Regions from separate parts of the Macaca fascicularis genome. Here region 2 is linked to region 1. Evidence: chromatin contacts called from public Hi-C data. All regions are on one chromosome and are shown on one strand. The core of a region is the stretch at or near the end of the contact, and the rest is flanking DNA. Distances in the headings are between cores, read along the strand shown.

Region 1 (6,502 bases), core at 3,391-5,890:
CCATTTTTTCATTGTGGTATATCCTAGCTTCCTGAGGAAAGATACAAGGGAGGTCAACGTTTTTGAGACTTTGCTTATCTGAAAATGTCTTATTCTACTTTTCATTTGATTAAGAGTTTGAGTATAGAGTTCTAGGTTGCAAATCACTTTCTAGCAGATTTTTTTTTTTTTAATTATTTAAATTATTTTTTGTAGAAATGAGGTCTCGCTATGTTGCCCAAGCTGGCCTCAGACTCCTGGGTTCAAGCAATTGTCTGGCTAATATTTCCTTTTAAGGCTCTCTAAGGATATTAATTAGAGGCTCTTTCTTTCTTTCCTTTTCTTTTCTCTTTTCCTTTCTTTTTCTTTCTTTTCTTTCTCTCTCTCTCTTTCTTTTTCTTTCTTTCTTTCTCTTTCTCTCTCTCTCTCTCTCTCTTTCTTTCTTTCTCTTTCTCTCTTTCTCTTTTTCTTTCTTTCGTGCTTTCCTCTGCATCCAACATTGTCTCTGTTTCTTCTGAGCTCCTTCTATTTATTTTGGTCTCTGTCTTTCATGTTAGAAGCTCTCTTAAAATGTCTGATGTTTCTTTGTGATCTTCACGTTTAAGAGTTGGGCCCTAGCCAGACACAGTGGCTCACACCTATAATCCCAGCACTTTGGAAGGCCAAGGTCGGTGGCTTGCTTGAGCCCAGGAGTTTGAGACTAGCCTGGGCAACTCCATCTCTACAAAATATTACAAAAATGAGCCGGGTGTGGTGGCACATGGAGGCTGAGGTGGGCGGATCACTTGAGCCCCGGAGGATGAAGCTGTAGTAAGCTGAGACTGTGCCACTACACTCCAGCTTGGGCAACAGAGTGAGACCCTGTCTCCAAAAAGAAAAAAAAAACAGCTGGGCCCTAAAATGCTGATTGGTGGGACTTGTTAACTGGTATATTCCTAATGAATAACCAGGTAGAGGAGGTTGGTTTCCCCAGGAAAGAACTGGCCAGCCTCCCATCTGGAGGCCAATTCTGGCAGCTAGAGCTCTGGGCCAAGTGGAGCAATGGGCCAGTGTGGAAGGGCCTTATCGTTCATTGTCAAAGTTGATTGATTGATTGATTGATTGAGATGGAGTCTTACCCTGTCACTCAAGCTGGAGTGCAACCTCTGCCTCCCAGGTTCAAGCGATTCTCCTGCCACAGCCTCCCGAGTAGCTGGGATTACAGGCGTGTGCCACCACGCCCGGCTAATTTTGTATTTTTAGTAGAGGTGAGTTTCACCATGTTGGCCAGGCTGGTCTTGAATTCCTGAGCTTAGGTGATCCACCCACTTCAGCCTCCCAAAGTACTAGGATTACAGGTCCATGCCACCACGCCCAGTTAATTTTGTATTTTTAGTAGAGGTGGGGTTTCACCATGTTGGCCAGGCTGGTCTCAAAGTCTTGAGCTCAGGCGATCCACCCACTTTGGCTTCCCAAAGTGTTAGGATTACAGGCGTGAGCCACTGTGCCCGGCCCATTGTCAGATTTCATTTAATATCCCTGTTTTCACTGAGGCACCTGGCTCCTGACCTCACACGGGCCTGAAGACTTTCAACCGATCTTGCTTTTAACCTTACTCTGCAGCATGCCTCCTCCTACCAAGGCTTCAGAGGTTCCAGGTGCTTCCAATTTTTGAGCCTTTCTGAGGTTCTGCAGCACAATTTACCTTGTTTCTTATTGTTGCCCATTTCCTGCAGGCACTTAGCAGAGAGAGAGAAAGCTGACATTTAAGTTTTCTACCATTTGTTTATCCACACTCCAGTGTATCAAACTTTTGTTGCTATTTCTTATTCTTATTTTCTGTGGGTTTGTGCCATTTTAATTCTCTTACTGTCACTTTTCTGAGGTTTCTGAAAGGGAGCTAAATGTGCTTATTAAATTTGTGATGGACACCCTAAAGTTGGCAGAAGTTAATCTTCCCAATTTACTTACCTCTCTCTGAGCCTCCCCAAATCCCAACCCAAATACACAAACCCTGTGATTCATTCTAGTGTCACTTGTACTTTCTTTTTTTCATTCTCTTCCTCATGCTATCTCTCCTCCTGGAGTGTTTACTCTTCCTATTTCAGACTGTTGAAATCCTACACATTCTTCTAGTCCCAGGTTATATTTCTTATCTATGGAAGCCTTTTTTTGACTTCCCCAACAGGAAATGACCGTTTCATTGACTGAATTTCTGAAGTTCCATTCACTGAGTTCTTATAGTCTTGCCCTCCTCATGACACAGCCTGTACTGCTTTATGTTAAGATTATCTGTATACATATTTCTTCAGTTAGATTGTAAGCTTTTAAAGGATAGTAGCTTAAGACTGGCTTTGTAACTTTTTTGTTATGGATAACAATCAACATAGTACCTAGGCAACTAAATATTTCACAGAACCACAGAATTTTAGAGCTGGAAAAGAATTTAGAGTTCTAGAATGTCAATTCATTTTATGAATGAGTAAACAGATCCAGTGTAATGATCCTGAAGTCATTTAATAAGCCAAGAACAGAACTGGACCTATAATCGTCTCTAGTTCTGTAATGTCTAAATGCATGATAAAATCTGATTGTGCTTATTCAGATGTTCTGGTTTATCAAAGGTTATCCAGAGAGCACTTTTTGTTTCATTCTTGTTGAAAATTTTTGTAAATATCTTTTTGATTTTAGTAATTAGGTATGCCATAGGTAATTTCTTTTCTCTCTCCTTCCCTGCCTCTCTTCTTTCTCTCTTTCTTGTTCCCTCCTCTCCCCTCTCTTCCTTTCTCTTTTCCTTTTCTTTCTCCTTTTCTTTGTGTTTTATTTATTTATTTTTTATTTTCGTTTATTTATTTTTGGACAGATCTTGCTTTGTCACCCAGGTTGAAGTGTAGTGGCGTGAGTAGCTGGGACTACAGGTGTGCATCCCCACACCCAGCTAACTTTTTGTATTTTTTCATAACAACAGAGTTTTGCCATTTTGCCCAAGGTGGTCTCGAACTCCTGGGCTCAAGAAATCTGCCCTCTCAGCCTCCCAAAGTACTGGGATTACAGGCATGAGCCACTGCCTTGTGCTGTTTCTCTTTTTCTCTTTCTTTCTTTCTCTCCCTCTTTTTGATAAAAATCAGGATCTTGAATATTCTGGATTTTGTCAAAAACTAAGCTGGAGGCGGTATGGTGGCCTGTAATTCCAGCACTTTGGGAGGCTGATGCGGGTGGATCACTTGAGGCCAGGAGTTCGAGACTGGCTTGGCCAACATGGCAGAACCCCAGCTCTACTAAAAATACAAAAATTAGCCGAGCGTGGTGGTATGCCTGTAATCCCAGCTGCTTGGGAGGCTGAGGCACGAGAATCGCTTGAACCTGGGAGGTGAAGTTTGCAGTGAGCTGAGATTGCACCACTGCACTCCAGCCTGGGTAACAGAGTGAGAGTCTGTCTCAAAAAAAAAAAAAACAAAAACAAAAAACAAAGAAAACCAAAAAACCAAAACAACAACAACAAAAACTGAGCTGGATAATAGTTTTCTTCCCAGGCATATATGAGCATCAGAGACCCAAGGATTACAGGTAGGGAAAAAATTTAGGCAACTGTATTGAAGGTGCTCTGATTTTAAGAAAATTTTAAAAAGTCACAGGATATGATGTATTTGGGGTGATTCTTTTTTTTTTTTTTTTTTTTTTGACAGTTTATCAGGGATTATTATTGCTTAAGATAGCTTTGAAGTAAATTGTCTGTGTCAAAGACCTTCCTCCACTTCTCTCACTTATCTAGCTCTTGGCAGCTATTTCCAGAATGTTTGCACTAACTCCATAGATTCATGTCTGAAGGATTAGATACTCCAGGAACATCTACTTGGAGAAAGTTTAACTACAACTGTTGTCCATTTTTTGTTTAATGTGCCAGTCACTAATCAAAAAACCAGATGCTGTCATTTTCCTCATCCACTACTTGGGGCACCTAAGGGTGGATGGACAGATACTTAAGAGGCTGCCTCCTCCATCTGAGATTGGGCTTTTCATCAGGGCTGTGCCGCACAGTGTGATGCTGTGTGATAGCAGATGGCTCTGCTTCATGCCCATTACTTTTTGTTTTATCCAAAGTAGAAGCTGTGGTCCCCGGATTTTAGAGAGTAAGGGTTTATCATACTCATTGGCTTTTCTGCCTTTGCCCGTTTCTGCATTGCCACCTGGCTGCCATTAGAGGGAATTCATTACAACTCTGAGTCCCTGCAGGGAGCTGAGAGGAACTATCCTTGTGTTCGGGATGGGACATGTGTTCTTAAAACTGGGCCAGGCATGGTGGCTCCCAGCACTTTGGGAGGCCGAAGCAGGTGGATCACTTGAGTCCAGGAGTTTGAGACCAGCCTGGCCAACATGGTGAAACTCCGTTTATATTAAAAATACAAAAATTAGCTGGGTGTGGTGGTGTATGCCTGTAATTCCAGCTACTCAGGAGGCTGAGGCACAATAATTGCTTGAACCTGGGAAGTGGAGGCTGCAGTGAGCCGATATCTCACCACTGCACACCAGCCTGGGCGACAGAGCAAAACTCTGTCTCAAAAACAGAAAAAAAACAAAAAACTTAAAACGGTTACCCAGATCTCCTTTTATGACTTGTTCAGTCAGAGGCAGCTGGGAGGATGCACGCTGGGGAAGCATTACTCACCAGGCACACACAGTGGCCCTGACTGCTGGCAAGTAGTCTGGGCTGTGTTAAGAGTGAGTCACCTCGGGGAATGGAAAAATTGCAAGGTACTGAGGGTAGGAGTTGTGTGCCAGTGACTGCTCCTTCTCTGTCTGCTATTTTCTCTATAAGGACTCATCACAAAACCATAAATACTGGCGATCCTGTTGAGGCAGTTGAAGCCAACCAACTTTATGGTGATAATGTTTCCCATGAAAGGAATGAGCTGACTGGACATAGCATTGTTGCCTTCTATGTTACAGGTGTATATAGATTTTGATACAAGCTTGTACTTGTATAATGAAAGTTCCATATGTGAGAATTTTATTAGAATAAAAGCAACACAGGGTTTTCTTTGTTGTTTAAACTCAGTCTTCTGTGTCTATCTATCTTTGTCCAGTAGGGGTCACTGAGGGTTAGGCTGTCAATAAGAGAAACTCACTAATCTAATGATAGATGAGCCGGATTCCTTGTCTGTTGTGACATCTTTGTACATTCAGTACTATCTTTTTTTTTTTTTTTAATATATATTAGAGCAGAAACAAAAGGCATGAACTTGTATTAAGAACTTTATGGGCGAAGCACAGTGGCTCATGTCTGTAACCCCTGCACTTTGGGAGGCTGAGGTGGATGGATATCATCTGAGGTCAGGAGTTCGAGACCAGCCTGGCCAACATGGTGAAACCCTGTCTCTACCAAAAATGCAAAAAATTAGACAGGCGTGGTGGTGCACACCTGTAATCCCAGCTACTTGGGAGGCTGAGGCAGGAGATTCGCTTGAACCCGGGAGGCAGAGGTTGCAGTGAACCAAGATTACGCCATTGCACTCTAATCTGGGCAACAAGAGTGAAATTCCGTCTCCAAAAAAAAAAAAAAAAAATATATATATATATATATTTCTGGACAAAAATAACAATCCTGAGCAAGATTCTGGAATAGTGCCCATAGACATGGCTTCTTTTCTTCATATCATTTTTTTCTCTATTTCTTTAAGATGTTGGCTACCAGAGTTTCCTGGAAAAAGCTTACTAGATAGATACTATTTTACTGGGGAAAAGGGTCGAAATTCCAGAGACAGGGATTACTTAAAATGGTAATATGGCTGTTGAGTTGACTAGATATTCTTGTCCTTTCCCTTTTTGAAGCAATGCTGTTGAAGCCTAATTTGATTTAGTCATTGAGCTGGTTGGTGTCTTAGAGCTGTTCAATACCACGCATGTTACTTTCACTTACCTTCTTGCGTTCACCACTGAAGATGACTTGATGCCCTGCTAGGAGGCAGATTCTCTTGTATAGTAATCATAATAAAAAGAGTTGGCATTAATGAGTCGATGTTTAATGCTTTCTAAATAGTTAATGCTTACTGTGTGCCAAATATATTATGCATTTTCTCACTTAATCCTCACTATAACACTGTGAAGAGGTAATTTTATTATCCCCATTTGACACGAAATAACTATGGATTAAAGAGATTAAGTAATTCATTTAGAGATATACAACTAGAGATTGTGAAATTAGAATTTGAATATAGGTTTGGCTCACAAATTATATTTACAGCCCTGGTCAGAGAGAGAGAGAGAGAGAGAGAGAGAGAGAGAGAGAGGCACTTGGGTTTAAGAGTGAGTTTTCTGTTTTCTTTTTTTTTTGAGACAGAGTTTCATTTTTGTTGCCCAGGCTGGGGTGCAATGGCGTGATCTCAGCTCACTGCAACCTCCGCCTTCTGGGTTCAGGTGATTCTCTTGCCTCAGCCTCTCAAGTAGCTGGGATTACAGGCATGCCCGGGGAATTCTGTATTTTTAATAGAGATGGGGTTTCACCATATTGGTCAGGCTGCTCTCAAACTCCTGACCTCAGGTGATC
Region 2 (6,178 bases), core at 1,257-3,756, 92 kb before region 1:
TTCCCATCCCCCCTGTCAGCCGGCTTTGTTCCTCTAGCCTTGTAAAATTTTCTCTGTATAAAACAGGAACATCAGCCAAACATGTGGACTTCCCCGCTTTCCATTCATTAGAAGAATGCATTATTTCAAAATCTCCTGGGAGCATTTAAATGCAAATTTTGTCAAGAAAGCAATTTGAGTCTTAGAGAAGCCCTCTAGCCACAACCCAAAGCAGAAGTTTCTTCTTTGATTTCTGTGTTTCTTAAAAGGAATCTCAACCCCTTGCCTTCTCCCCGCAACCCCCCCAGGTCTTCTCTGATTCTCACGGCAGACTCTTCCCCTTTTTGCCCCTGTTCTTTCTTCACCTTTGGCAAGCATCAGTGACACATCTTGAAGAACCTGCTCACAAAGTGGCGCATGTAGCAGCCCCAGGAGGGAATGGAGGGACTTTTCTATGTACTGTAATGGACATAAGGAGGCAGATGTCTGTGTGGGGGCGAGATGTCTGTGTGGAGGTGTTTGTATGCGTGATTTCTGTCTGGGCCTTCTTAGCCCTGCTGGCATAAAATAATATGGGAAATGCAGATGACTCAGCACTGACACAGTCAAGATCCCCAGAGTTAGCATTTCTATATTCTCTGCTGTTTACGAAAAATGTGCTTGTGCCATCAACCAGCAACTCATCCTGCTTTTTCCACTAAAAGCCTTTTACTGAAAAACATATATACTTCAAACTTATTCTCCTTCTTTTTGTAAACTGAGCTCATTAGCAGCTGACACCAAACTGATAACTAGTTCTTTTTGTTTGTTTGTTTTTAGCACGGAGGATTAAACTGGAAGGAAATGAGCATTTGTCTAAGGATCCTCCCTGTCCTCTTTCAGGCCCTTCCCTGCATGATCTTCATGCCCACAACTTGGGCAGGCCAGCAACACTTGATGGGAAAAGATATGATTAATGACTTGCTCACCTGATTTCTGATCAGGGTGTGGTGTGGAAACAACCAGCGTGCACCTATTAGCGAAAAGCGTCTTTTTTTTTTTTTTTTCTTGTTATGAATGTGCTGAGCATTGACCAAAATACTTGGCACTACTCACGAGGTACAAAGACACCTTCCCTAGCCTGGGGTTAAGAAGTTTCTCCTTCAAACTCTTGAGAATGGGAACTGGAATGGAAGCCTAAGTCCCAATTTTGGCTGCTCAGTGTTGCATGAATTCTTTTTTTACTTGCTAATTTGCCCTTATTGTGAGATCAGCCAGTGTAACTTCTTACCCACAACCACCTCTCCAGACCTCCTGAGAAATCAAGTTAACAGGGGAGGATAAAGGCTGAATGGGGGTGGAGGGCACAACGTGTCACCTACATTGACCAGAGTTCTTCATTCACTGCTCATGGCTCTGGCGCACTCCATGAATATTGGGATTGAATGATACACAACTGAATGTTGGATCAAATGATGTTGGGAGCTCTGTCCTCAAAATGGGCCCCAATAAATCCCTACCCATATTTTCCAGTTTCCTTTCTTTACTCTTTCCTTTCCCCTGATGACAAAGAATAATTGGCTTCCCCTTTTCTTCCCTGACCAGCTATGCTCCAGAGCCCTTTCTTTGTTCCCTAACAGTCCTGGTTCCGTCTCAGGTTCCCACATTTCTCCCTTTTGATCTCTGTCTCTCTGTTCAGATGGCTGTCACAGTTTAATAATCCTGGAGGGTCTATCCCCCACAGATTTATGTCTCCCAGTCTCTCCTCTTATTCACCCCATGGTGCAGTCAGAATCCTGTTTTCGTGCCTCCCTGGGTTGTCATTTCTCAGGTTCTGGCTCCTTGGCCTGGTTTACTTCATGGTGCTGGATCTGCCCCGTCACTTCTCGTTCAGCTTCTTCTGTTTCTGGAAAACCCTTTGTTCCCGGGATTCTTTGTGGGCTCAGTGTCCTCCGGGCCCACACTGCAGCCCTGTCTGGATCTTGCCCTTGTCCTGGTTCTGACCGCGTCTAGCCCTGGGATCTGAGGCATTGTGGTCTTTTGCCCTCTACTTTCCCTTCAGCTTCTCCAGGTCCTTCTCCAGCAGCCGCACAGGCCCCGCTGGGTTTCTATCCAGCCAGGGGGCTCCCTCCTTTGTCCCGCTCCCGGCGGCGTAAGTCAGCGTTGACTGGGGCTCCCGCCCGCTCTGTGGAGCCGGCCCGGGTCTCCCTGCCGTTCGGCCGGCCTAGCCTTTCATTCTGACGCGCGGGCCTCTTACCCAGCCGGACTCCCGCGTGGGCCGGCCTCTCGCGCCCCTCGGCTCGGGCCCCAGTCCGGGCCGGGCGGGGGTCGGCAGCCCCTGAGGGACCCGTGTGGGCAGCCCGGGCCCAGCCGGCCGCAGCCTGGGGCCGAGGACTCGCCGGGCCCCGGAGGCGGCGGGGAGAGGGGGCGGGGAACGGGCCGGGCCTGGCGCTCCTGACAGGAGGAGCCGCTGCCGCCGCCCGCCGCCGCCGCCGCCGCCGCGCCGGGGCGGGCTGAGGGAGGAGCGGAGCCGAGGGGTGGGGAGGCGGAAACGCTAGCCGGGACCGGCGGAGCGCGAGCGGGCCGGGTGCGAGCGGACTGAGGAGCGAAGCGCGACTGCCGGGCCGGGCGAGGCGGGCGGACAGCGGAGAGCAAGGGCGCCGTCGCCGCCTCTGATACGCACAAAGGGCAGAGGCTGGGGCCGCCGCCGCCGCCGCCGCCTCAGCGCGCGGGCCTGGAACCGGCAGCCCCCGGGGCTCGGGGAGAACGCGGTGCGGGCGGCCATGGCCGGCTACGTGCCGGGTCAGCAGCCGGCCAACCGCAGCCAGGAGAAGGAGTTCGTGCAGGCGTACGAGGATGTGCTGGAGCGCTACAAAGGTAGGGCCGGGGACTGGCCGGCGCTGAGGCCCGCGGGCCGGCGCGGCGTGGCCTTCGGTACCGGTCGGCTCGGCCGCTGCAGGTGGGGCGGCCGGGCGGGGTCGCACCCACCGCGCGGGGCTTGGCCCTGAGCTGCTGCTTCTCGGGGCCAGTTTATTTACAGAGTTGAGATGAGCCTTCGGAACCCGCTCCCGGGGCAGTCGGCGCGCTCAGAGCGCCAGTTACATGATTTGCCCTATTATCCGGCCCCAGCTGGAAGGAGGCGAGACAAGGCGCTGGCCCGGAGACCGGCCGCCGTGGGGAGTTGCTGGGGAGGAGGAGGAGGAGGAGTTGGGCGCGGGAGAAACCACCCGATCTGCTCTGGGTGCGAGCTTCCTCCCAGAGGCGCTCGGACCTCTGTGTGCCCGCGGAGAGTCTCTCCTTCGCCCCCTTTTGTCTCCCTGAGTCTCGGATGAGTCGCGTGGAAGCTGAGGTTGGGAAGCACCTTGGTGTCTTCGGGGTGGGGTGGGCAGCGGTGTGGGTGAGTGTGCAGGATTTGGTGGCGAGGCTTTCCCCGACCCCCATCTCCCCGGGGGTCTGGGCCTGCTGGAGGCAGGGGTCTATTTGTTTTTTTCCTCCAACATAAAGATTTGCCTTGGAGCTCGGATTTCAGCCCTGAAGGCTCTCTTGCGAGACACTTGTGCAAGTTAATGCCTAATCTGCGCCTTGGGTGTGTGGGGAGAAAGTTTTGACAGGCAGAGGGCCTGTGAACTGCATTTCCCTAACTGCTGTAGGTGCCCCTGAGTGGCAGCCAGGGATGCGTGGCCTTGGGAGGCCCTTGCCTTGATCTTTAACATCCAGTTCTGGGATTTTGCTTTGGGTGGCAGTTATCCTATCCACAGACGGGGAGATTTTCCCAGAAACGACACAGGCAGCACTTTTCCCCATTTTATTTAGCTCGGGCCCTTGTGACTAGGCCCTTAGTTTCTTTTTATCTGAAGGAGAGAAAACTTCAGCCCCTATGACTGAGCCCAGCATACTTGTTTACAGCACCTACCCAGTGAAGGGAAACTAATGAAGAAGCTGTAAGGCGCCCCCCCTCCCTTTTTTTTTTTTTTCTTGTGGCATTGGAACTCTGCTTGGGAATGCAGCAGGAAAAAAAATAGAGATGAAATGCGAAAAAGGACCTACTAGGGTTTCTACTTGTTCCCTCTGCATCAGCTCCTGTAAACTGTCCAGCTTTTCCTGCCTGCAGCAAGTTTTCTGTCAACCCCCTGTGGTCTTTCTTTTAAGAAATGTGGTTCATTTCAGAGCACAAAGAGGTTAGATTGTGCTGCTGAACTTCATTGAAAAAATGCTGCTCAGTGAATGGTTCCATTAAGTTTCCTTTGCAGGCTTTTGAGTAACACTGCTCTCTTCAGAGAGAGGAGATACATTAGGACCGTCTCGGGCTGTGACAGCTTCAAACGAGCAGAATTAAGGCCCAAAATAGGTGAAGAAATCTCAGCACCTCACTGGATGGTAGTGCTGGTGACCCCCAGCGGAAAGGAAGTTGGACTCCTAGCAAATGAGGCTGGGAAAGAAGGAGGCAGTAGGCCTTGTTCCAGGAGAGACCTCTTTTGTTCAGTTTTTTTTTAGCTGTCTCACTCAGTTTGGCTTTCCTCTGAAGGACCTTGATCAGGTGTGTAGGAACTTAATCCTTCCCAGATACAGGTCTCTTTCTTGAGGGGAGGAATGAGTTAAAAATGGTTGCCTAAAGTAAAGTAACTCGAGTTGTATAAGGTGGTCGTGCAGTCTGCTCTTGTGATCCGTGCAGAATGATCTCTCTTCCCCTCACTGCACCATTCTCACTGGGAAGTCAGAGTGGCTTAGCATCCGGGCCTTTGTTACTTTGCTTATGGAATTCCTGCATTTTTCAGACTTAGAAATCCCCGTACTACCTTAATAGGAGAACAGTTTGTCTAAGCAGAGGAGTGAACTGGAATCTATAGAGTGACCAGGGGAAGGAGTTTGTGAAGATCATGCCAAGTATTGGTTTTGGAAAGAGAGAGGGAAATACTGATGATGATGGGGTGTTCTAGACCCTTATTGGCTGGTCCCCACATTACTTGGATCTCTCTCTGCTGCTGTTAATTCATTCTACAGACTGAAGCAGGATTTTTATATGCAGAAGGAGAGCTAAAATTTTCAGCTGCCTAAACTGCCCCAAGGGCCAAGGTGAGAAGGGCAGTAATGTATTTGGAGTGTGAGGGAAGCAGAGCTGTGTGTATGTAGTGCAGCTGTATTAGGAATGGTAGTCAAGTATGGGTTTTCCAGAACTGTGCTTGGCAACTATTTTTTTTTTCTGTGTGGTGGCAGTGAGCATGGTCTTGGCAGGATTAGATGATTCAGCATGGAAATAAATGCTCTCCCTTATTTCCTAAATGTCCCAAAGGTTCTTTCAGATAGCTGGCCAGTAAACAGGAGGCATTAGATAATAACGCTGGATTCTAACATTTCAGAGTGGGCAGCAACCAAGAGAACCAGGGTATATCCTTCATTTCCCCAATTCGCTGACAGCCATTAAAATCTGTCTTGGAGGTGACACAATGTTAGATGCCAGAATTCTGAATGAGATCTGGTTTTTGCCCTTGGTTATTCACATCTGGTAAGGGAAAGGTACTCGCAAACAAGTAGTTATGATACTGTGATAAGTGCTAGAACAGAGATACTATGGAAGCAAGAGGAAGGCTGAAACCCTATTTGGGTTTACCTGGGAGATTTGACAAAGGAGGTGACATGAGAGGGTTTTTGTTTTTTGTTTTTTTGTTTTTGATTTTGTTTTGAGATGGAATCTCACTCTGCCGCCCAGGCTGGAGGGCAGTGGTGAGATCTCGGCTCACTGCAGCCTCCACCTCCCGGGTTAAAGTGATTCTCCTGCGTCAGCCTCCATAGTAGCTGGGATTACAGGCGCCCGCCACCACACCCGGCTTATTTTTAGTAGAGACAAGGTTTCACCATGTTGGCCAGGCTAGTCTCGAACTCCTGACGTCAGGTGATCCACCTGCCTCAGCCTCCCAAAGTGTTGGGATTGCAGACCTGAGCCACCATGCCCAGCCAGCGAGGCTTTTAAGGATGAATAGGATTTAGCTCGATAGAAGAGAGGGTGGGCTGGGGAGAAGGCAGAGGAAGTAAATAGCACATGCAAAGGTATGCAGGTGTGATAGTGAATGGAAGGACTTAAGGAGTGAGAGTAGTTGGGTGCCACTAAAGGGCTAGAGTTTTGGTGGGAGCACATGATACTGTAAATAATCCAAGGTCTAGCTTGTAAAGATTCTTTTTTGACTTTAATCCATGGGCAGTGAGGGAGACATTGAAGGTTTTG

Evidence for each region. A called contact is a pair of places that touch in the nucleus more often than the background predicts.
Region 2: a Hi-C map of liver shows a contact between it and region 1, with 2.9 times the contacts expected there. The contact joins the promoter of LOC101867430 here to the enhancer-like site in region 1. A contact is called at or near these places in 2 of 2 Hi-C or Micro-C datasets (liver and skeletal muscle).

The regions. Positions count from the first base shown.
Region 1 is chr1:195,710,614-195,717,115 of T2T-MFA8v1.1, reverse strand. The region is part of intron 1 of LOC101867430 (microtubule actin crosslinking factor 1); the gene reads left to right. Among named protein-coding and RNA genes, the nearest start is that of NDUFS5, 180 kb to the left of the region's middle. Within about 2 kb of position 4,640, at least 3 of the 6 cell types and tissues checked have an H3K27ac peak or open chromatin away from gene starts, as enhancers often do.
Region 2 is chr1:195,801,125-195,807,302 of T2T-MFA8v1.1, reverse strand. It overlaps LOC101867430 (microtubule actin crosslinking factor 1), which reads left to right and starts at 2,506. Exons shown (of 100, transcript XM_074011478.1): 1 at 2,506-2,835. The coding sequence starts at 2,742. LOC135968272 reads left to right here. Exons shown (of 4, transcript XM_065534077.2): 4 at 799-1,489. The coding sequence ends at 935.